Linked DNA regions of Mus musculus: region 1 is linked to region 2. A link is a contact called in public HiChIP or PLAC-seq data. All regions are on one chromosome and are shown on one strand. Each heading gives the region's core, a stretch centred on a gene start, on an enhancer-like site or on the middle of the called end of the contact. The rest is flanking DNA. Distances are from core to core; before and after follow the strand shown.

Region 1 (3,278 bases), core at 730-3,229, 630 kb after region 2:
TATCTTCCTCAGGAGAAGAACGGGCAGTCTGTGGAGCTAGCCACGAGTGCCTAGCGGCCCGAGAAAGTGCCTCTGTGATAGAAGGTAACCTTACCAAAACTTTTCTCTTGTTTCTGCATGAGTTGACTGAGGCGTGCCTGAGTCGCTGCAGCTTCGCATGGAGCACCAAGCCCGGAGGCAGAGAGTAGAAAAGGGAATCACTCGGATCTGGGGCCCAAGCGTGGATCTGGTGAGCAGCATGCAGGGCCCAGGATCCACTATTGTGAAGCCACTTTGGGAGCTGGGGTCTAGTGGCTAGGGAGGCAGGCAGTGGGGGAAGGGACGAGGGAGCGTGTAAAATGATGGCGAATGACAAAGCCACATGCTTCCCTCACTCTGCCTGTAATCCTAAAATCCCAGCGGCCCCTTTTAGCTTCCTAGTAACAAATGGATTTGATTAAACCGTCACACGCAGTGTTAGCATAGCATATCGTGTTCGGTATGAAAAAGATCATAAATCTGACTTGTGTTTCATAACAGCAATCTGAGTAGCCCCGGTTAAAATGTGCTGAATCTCTCTCTCTCTCTCTCTCTCTCTCTCTCTCTCTCTCTCTCTCTCTCTCTCTCTCTCTCTCCCTGTTAAGATGCAGACACTTGGGTACAAGGAACCTATGTCCACTGAACACGACACAGTCACTTTTGCAACACACAGAAGCAGTGTTTTGATATTAAGGTTGCATTGGGAGAAGCAGGGGTGTAGACAAAAACAAGGTTGTAATTTCAACTCTTTCTTGGGGGTGGCAGGCATACATTTCATCAAGCAGGTGTAGAAAGGTCTGGGAAAATACCCAAGACTGATATCACTTCCCTTAGCCTGGTAGCAACACCCCGCCCCCAACCTTTGCAAACTGTCCCAACCCCTCTTCCAGAGTCAGGGTGTGCGAATGTTGCAGCTCCCAATGAACTTTGTCTATTATGCACTAGACTCCTACTTGAGATGTTGCGTCGCGCTGCAGCCGCGCGCTCCACTCTCTTCCTCCGGCATCCACGTCTTCCGCCCCACATCTATTTCATGTCTCATCACAAAAATAATGATGCCTCCCATGATTTAAACAGAACCAAACAAACACAAAACCCTCTCTGCAGACCTGCAGCCCGGTGAAAGTTGCAGTGGTGGTGGGGATGGTTCGGGTGCAGCTTTACTTTATGCCTTCTTGGGAGAGGATGGGGAAGAAGAAGAAAAAAAAGCCACCCAACATCCGCACACGCACGCGCGCACCAGCAGACATACACAGCACAAATAAGCCGACGCGTGAGTACACAACCCCTGACTTACCTTCTCAATTAAGCGATACAGGGGAGGGTGTTCAATGAGCCCAGCGGCTGCTTGGTAGCGCTTCTCCTTGGGAAAGGTCAAAAAGAAACATTGTTTGAAAAAAAAAAAGGAAAAAAAAAAACCGGGGGGTAGAATCTCTCTCTATATATTTTTTTAAGTTTAAAATAATGAGGTCCTCCAGGATCCGCCAAGTACCAGTGTGGACCGCATGCGAGCCACAGGTGTCCTTCTTTTAGGCAACTGCAGTCCGGGGGATGTCTCTCTTGGTCCTGGCTCCTGACAACTTACCCCAGCAGTGTGCGAGGAGCCCGAGCTGAAGGAAGCCCTGGCTCTCAGCCGCAAAATGCAATCCCTTCCCAGCCAGACATAATACAGCCCAAGAAAAGGTCACCCAGTTATTACAGCGCCTCGGAGCCCAGGCAGCGCCTGTCAGATCCACAGTGAAGGCAGCTCCCTTCCGATTTAAGAGTATTTACCTCTCGCCCCCACCCCTCCCTCTTCTCTCTCTTCCTTCTCTCCCTCCCTCTAGCTGGCTCCCTTGCTCGCTAGCTTGCTTGAGCTCTCTCTCTCTCTCTCTCTCTCTCTCTCTCTCTCTCTCTCTCTCTCTCTCTCTCTCTCTCTCTCTCGCTGTGTCTCTGCTGTCTGTTCCGCAGCTCAGTCAAGTACAGCCGCCCTCGGAAAGTGCAAAAGCAGCCACGAGACAGATCCAGGCTTTGTTGCTAATTTCCCAGGGTGAAAATTGACAAGCCTGGGAGTGCAGTCAGCACAACCCATTGCATATGCTACTGACAAACGCTGGGGACATCCCCTCCCACCCATGCCTATCACACAGAGAATGTGACCTCTGCAGGACTGGACTCTGGAAGGACCCTACCTCCAGGACTCGCCCACAAGAAGAACTGCAAAAGAGCTCCAAAGGAGAAGGGTAGGGCTTCCTAAAATAACGGGGGCATTTTGGAATAGGATGGGGACTATGAAAGCAAATTGCCCTCTAAATCTGTTACTGACAGTGCCAGTGGAGGAAGTTAAAATAAAAGCCAAGGAATCAAAGTGCTACCAGGGAACACTGGAAAACTGCACAGCCCTCCTTTTAGTAAATGTCTGGGGGTGTCTGCAGTTTCCAGGGCTATGAATTCTGTTTAGAAACTCTCTGAAGTCCCTGTGCAGAATGCCTTGTCATGTAAACTCAGGCCAGGCAGTGCCACACACCCTTTCCTCTCTCTCGAATGGCCCCAGGAGTCAGACTGTGAACTTGTACCCCATACCAGGTGCTGAACCCAAAGTGGCCACTGAAACACACTTACTACAGATAGGTGAATACTTGACTTTGAAACCTGCTTCAGTGTTAGTCCCCAGGAAGCTGAGCCAGACTTCCAGGACTAAGCCGGTCCCCTGGCCACTTGCCCACCTACACCCTGCCTTCATACACTTATTTTAAGGCCTGGGTACATCCTTTTATTTTTGCCTCTAAATTTTTCCCATTACTCTTAACCTCTTCCCTGCACTCCGATGCTCTATAGGTCACTGGTAGCTTTAAACCATCTCCTTTTTCTAAGTTTTTAAACTTCAGCTATCGCCCACTTTGGTGTCTCTATCAAGGTCCTCTCAGCATCTCTCACAAAGCCTTGTCAAAAGGTTAAGCTTAAAAATAGTGCCAGTTTGAATGACACTGGATGTGATGCTCTCAGTGCCAAGACAGGATCAATTGTTGAACTACCCACCCACCCCAAAAAAACACTACCCACAAAACACCCTTCAAACAATACAGAAAAACTTTGCTACTTCTGTAACATCAATTTTAATATCTATCTATCTATCTATCTATCTATCTATCTATCTATCCGATCTATCAAATTATATATATATATATATATACATATATATATATACACACACACACACACACACACACACACTAAAGCAGTCCCCCTTGAATATTTATGTTAAATTATGCTTCCCTATA
Region 2 (3,221 bases), core at 185-2,684:
CAGACCTTCTGTGGGGACAATCTGGTGGTGACAAACACCAGACATCCTGTGTGTAAAACCAGCTTCCCCTAAGACACACACAAGCCACCCTGGTCATTGTGGCAGATTTTCTGATTCCAGAGTTTGGGGAATCAGATAGACGGTAGGCTAGGGGGAGAAGGCTAAAGCCCATGCTATCCTTGACAGATGCCTCTTAAGTAGCTTTTGAAACACATTGATTTTGTTTACTAACATTTTTGCCTCTTTACTGGTATTTCTTTTCTTTGTTTTACATGTTTTTAATTTTGTGTGTGTTTCGTTTGTGTTTTGTTTTCGAGTTGGTTTTCGCTTGCTTTGGTTTCTTTGAACTGTTTGGTTTTCCTTCAGCCGCTTCCCTCAGTTTGGTCTTGCCATGTGTCTTTGGTTGCTTTGTCGACCCGACTCTGTCTAGTCTACTTACCAGGCTGCTCGCAGGCTCTGTCTGGAGCTCTGGAAGGTGAAGTAGAGCTTGGGTGATTGACAGCCACCTCAGTGCACACCACTAGCGTGAGCTTTCCTCACATACCTGCAGTGCACCTGCCAGCCCATCACCTCATGTTCTCATGTACTTACTGTCTACAGTGGTGGCCAGTGAGCTCTTCCTGCATCGGCATTGCTCGTCTCCCAGGAAAGGTCTGCTTTAAACGCTAACAAGAGAACCTGCTACCTCTGGAGGAGAATGAATAGGAACCGCAGGATATCTTTTCCTCGTGGTATAGTAACTGGATGCTATATGTATGGCAGATAGATTTGCTTTTATTTTCTCCCTCAGGTCCTAATCACGTGGAAAAAAGTAGAAATTATTTGTACTTTGCATGTCTTCATAATGGTATTTAAGAGGCTTTATGACTCTTGACCCCAGGCCCAGGGCTTGGGAACAGTTTTATGGTGTCAAACCAGGCACTGAATGTGAACTGTAGCAGGGTGCTCTAGGCGATATTAAATTGGGGTGATGTTTAGTAAGTGGCAAATGTCTTATGTTTCCTAAATCCGAAGTGGGTTCTTCTGGCTCTAAAGAGCCGCCACCTTTACCCCTTGCCTGCTTTGTAACAGCTGCAATGGTTTCCTCCACAGCTCTCTACGATGAGGTCACTCAGTTTCGAAAGGCCTGTGGCGAGGCCCATCTCAAAACCATCCTAGCTACGGGCGAACTGGGCTCTCTCACCAACGTCTACAAAGCCAGCCTGGTAGCGATGATGGCAGGTAAGCTTCGTGTCTTCAGACCTGCTGCCCACTGGGTCGACGGTTTTAGGAGAAACAAGGGAAGACAAGCATTTGGATGGTATTGCAAGTGCTACCGTCATCCTCTTTCCAGAGGGCTGAGATGAGATTTGTGAATGGAGACTTTGGGCCTCTGTCCACTTTTCTGTTGGTTTGTAGCATTTTTCTTTTGCTGCGCTCTCCCTATGTAGCAGTAGATGGCGCTCTTGTTAGCAAATTGCCTTTTGTGCTAGTTGATTCTTCCTCCGTGTGTGCTGGAGAGGATTTAGTTTAGCATTGCGTCTTTCTGAGACCTGTCTGTGCTTTCTCAAGTGGCCCCTGCTTTTGTTCCTGCTAATGTAAGGAAGAATCCGGGGGGCGTTCTTCTTACTTTCAGATAGAGGTTGACCTCTATTGACCTCTGTTGCTTTGCACAGAGCAGACGCATCCGCTCAGGTTGGAGCTCCGCCGGCCTCTTTCTCACCTCCACTGTACCAGGGAGTGGCCTGCTGCATCTCTCTCCACGCTGCAGCTGCTGTCCTGGGCAAACCCTCCCGAGTGGGTTACTTCAGCTCAGGTCTCCGTCCCTACTTCTGGCCCTTTCTAGTCTTCTCTCCTCTGTGCTGTTAAATGGCCTTCTCAGCGCTGATTTGATCATGACCCCACTTCTTTACAACCGTCCCCCCCCCCCCCAGATGCCCAGATGGAGTGCAACTTCCAGGCCCTCTGTCTGTGTCTTCTCCTGTCTCCTTCCCCTTCACTCCTGGACTCAGCTTCCGTTGTGTCCTTGTGCATGTTGGGCCCCTGCCTCGAAGGCCTCTGTCCTCAGCACACTTGACTTCAGCACAGCCACGCCAGTGTCTGGCATCACTTCCTTCCCCACCGCTTGATTCATCTTCTCGAGAGCTCCATATCCTTTCGATTAATTGATTAATTCTCTATTAGATGACACGCCTCACTGTGCTGGGAGTGAGAGCTGATTTTGAGGTGTCCCCTAGGGGCCCTAACTCTGGGATGAAGATGCCTGGCTTCCCTGGTTCAGGCCATTCATTGTGGTCACGCTGTAGATGTTTATACTTTAGATATAAGCCTTGGATACTCTCGTGTGCCTTTTGAATGCCGTCGGGCCTAGTGGATGCTTCCCTGGGACTCTACTGAGCATCAGCCAGGCCACTGAGGATGATCCGGCCTGGTCCCTGCTGCCGGCCCTGTGGGTACTTGTTGCTGCTTGTGTCCTTTAAAGCCAGATCCCTAAATATCTGAGGCTAAGTAGAAATAGAGTACTTTGCACAGCACTGGGGTGCTGGAGTTCAGCAGTCCACAGTAGAAGGCTCATTGTGACTTGGGGTGACTGTGTTAAGGCCCTCAGTGTGTTAGCTAGACATGTGGTCCCCTTCTGGTTCTTAGCCAAGGAAGAGACTGCTAGTCTGGGCAACAAACGAAAAGTTGAGGCCATCTTCAAGGAGCTGCAGCCAAACATGGCAGCAACCATTTGTGGGACACCTTTGAGGGTGTTGCCGTGTCAGCATGCTCGCAAGGCCAAGGCACTTGATGGGGCCACAACTGAGCTGCCCTGAGGTGTCTCTTACCACAGCTATAACACTGTCCGGAAAAAAGTATGGGCTTTCTGAAAGGTCAGCCGTGGACGCTCTGCACAAGCAGTTCCCAGAGGGAAGGTGGTGTTAGGCCGCCTCCATCTGCTGTGCCCAGAGAAAACTGGCTGGAAGCTGCCACTGCCCTTGCTTTCTGTGCAGTTTGCCCTCTGCTGTGTTTATGGGCTCTGCTTCACCATTTAACTAGCCTGTTGAGCCTGTAGCTGTGGGGTACATCAACAGATTCATTCTCAGTTTGGTCTTCTTACATTGCTAGTTTAGAGTTTAGCTAGTGTAGAAAAGGCCAGACTTTGTGGTGAAGCTGCAGACGCACGTCACCAGTGAGCTCCGTTCACGTTGGCCTCCCTCCCTGTTATTCCTTGTGGTCCTCCTCCGTCCTCACAGGTGGCT

What was found. HiChIP or PLAC-seq counts read pairs in DNA pulled down with a chosen protein or histone mark.
Region 1: a contact with region 2 is called in an H3K4me3 HiChIP or PLAC-seq map of neural tube, with 6 times the contacts expected there. The contact joins the promoter of A830011K09Rik here to the enhancer-like site in region 2. A contact is called at or near these places in 2 of 39 promoter capture datasets (hippocampal neurons and second pharyngeal arch cranial neural crest), 2 of 484 Hi-C or Micro-C datasets (cerebral cortex and cortical neurons) and 4 of 115 datasets of contacts at active chromatin or transcription factors (astrocytes, embryonic forebrain, forebrain and 1 more).

Annotation. Positions count from the first base shown.
Region 1 is chr6:138,421,126-138,424,403 of GRCm38.p6, forward strand. A830011K09Rik (RIKEN cDNA A830011K09 gene) reads left to right here and starts at 1,980. Exons shown (of 4, transcript NR_126073.1): 1 at 1,980-2,240. It overlaps Lmo3 (LIM domain only 3), which reads right to left and starts at 1,905. Exons shown (of 4, transcript NM_001356306.1): 1 at 1,316-1,905.
Region 2 is chr6:137,795,662-137,798,882 of GRCm38.p6, forward strand. Dera (deoxyribose-phosphate aldolase (putative)) reads left to right here. Exons shown (of 9, transcript NM_172733.1): 6 at 1,093-1,221. Among named protein-coding and RNA genes, the nearest start is that of Dera, 43 kb to the left of the region's middle. Within about 2 kb of position 1,435, at least 8 of the 459 cell types and tissues checked have an H3K27ac peak or open chromatin away from gene starts, as enhancers often do. A contact at or near this core is called in neural tube, where this site is marked.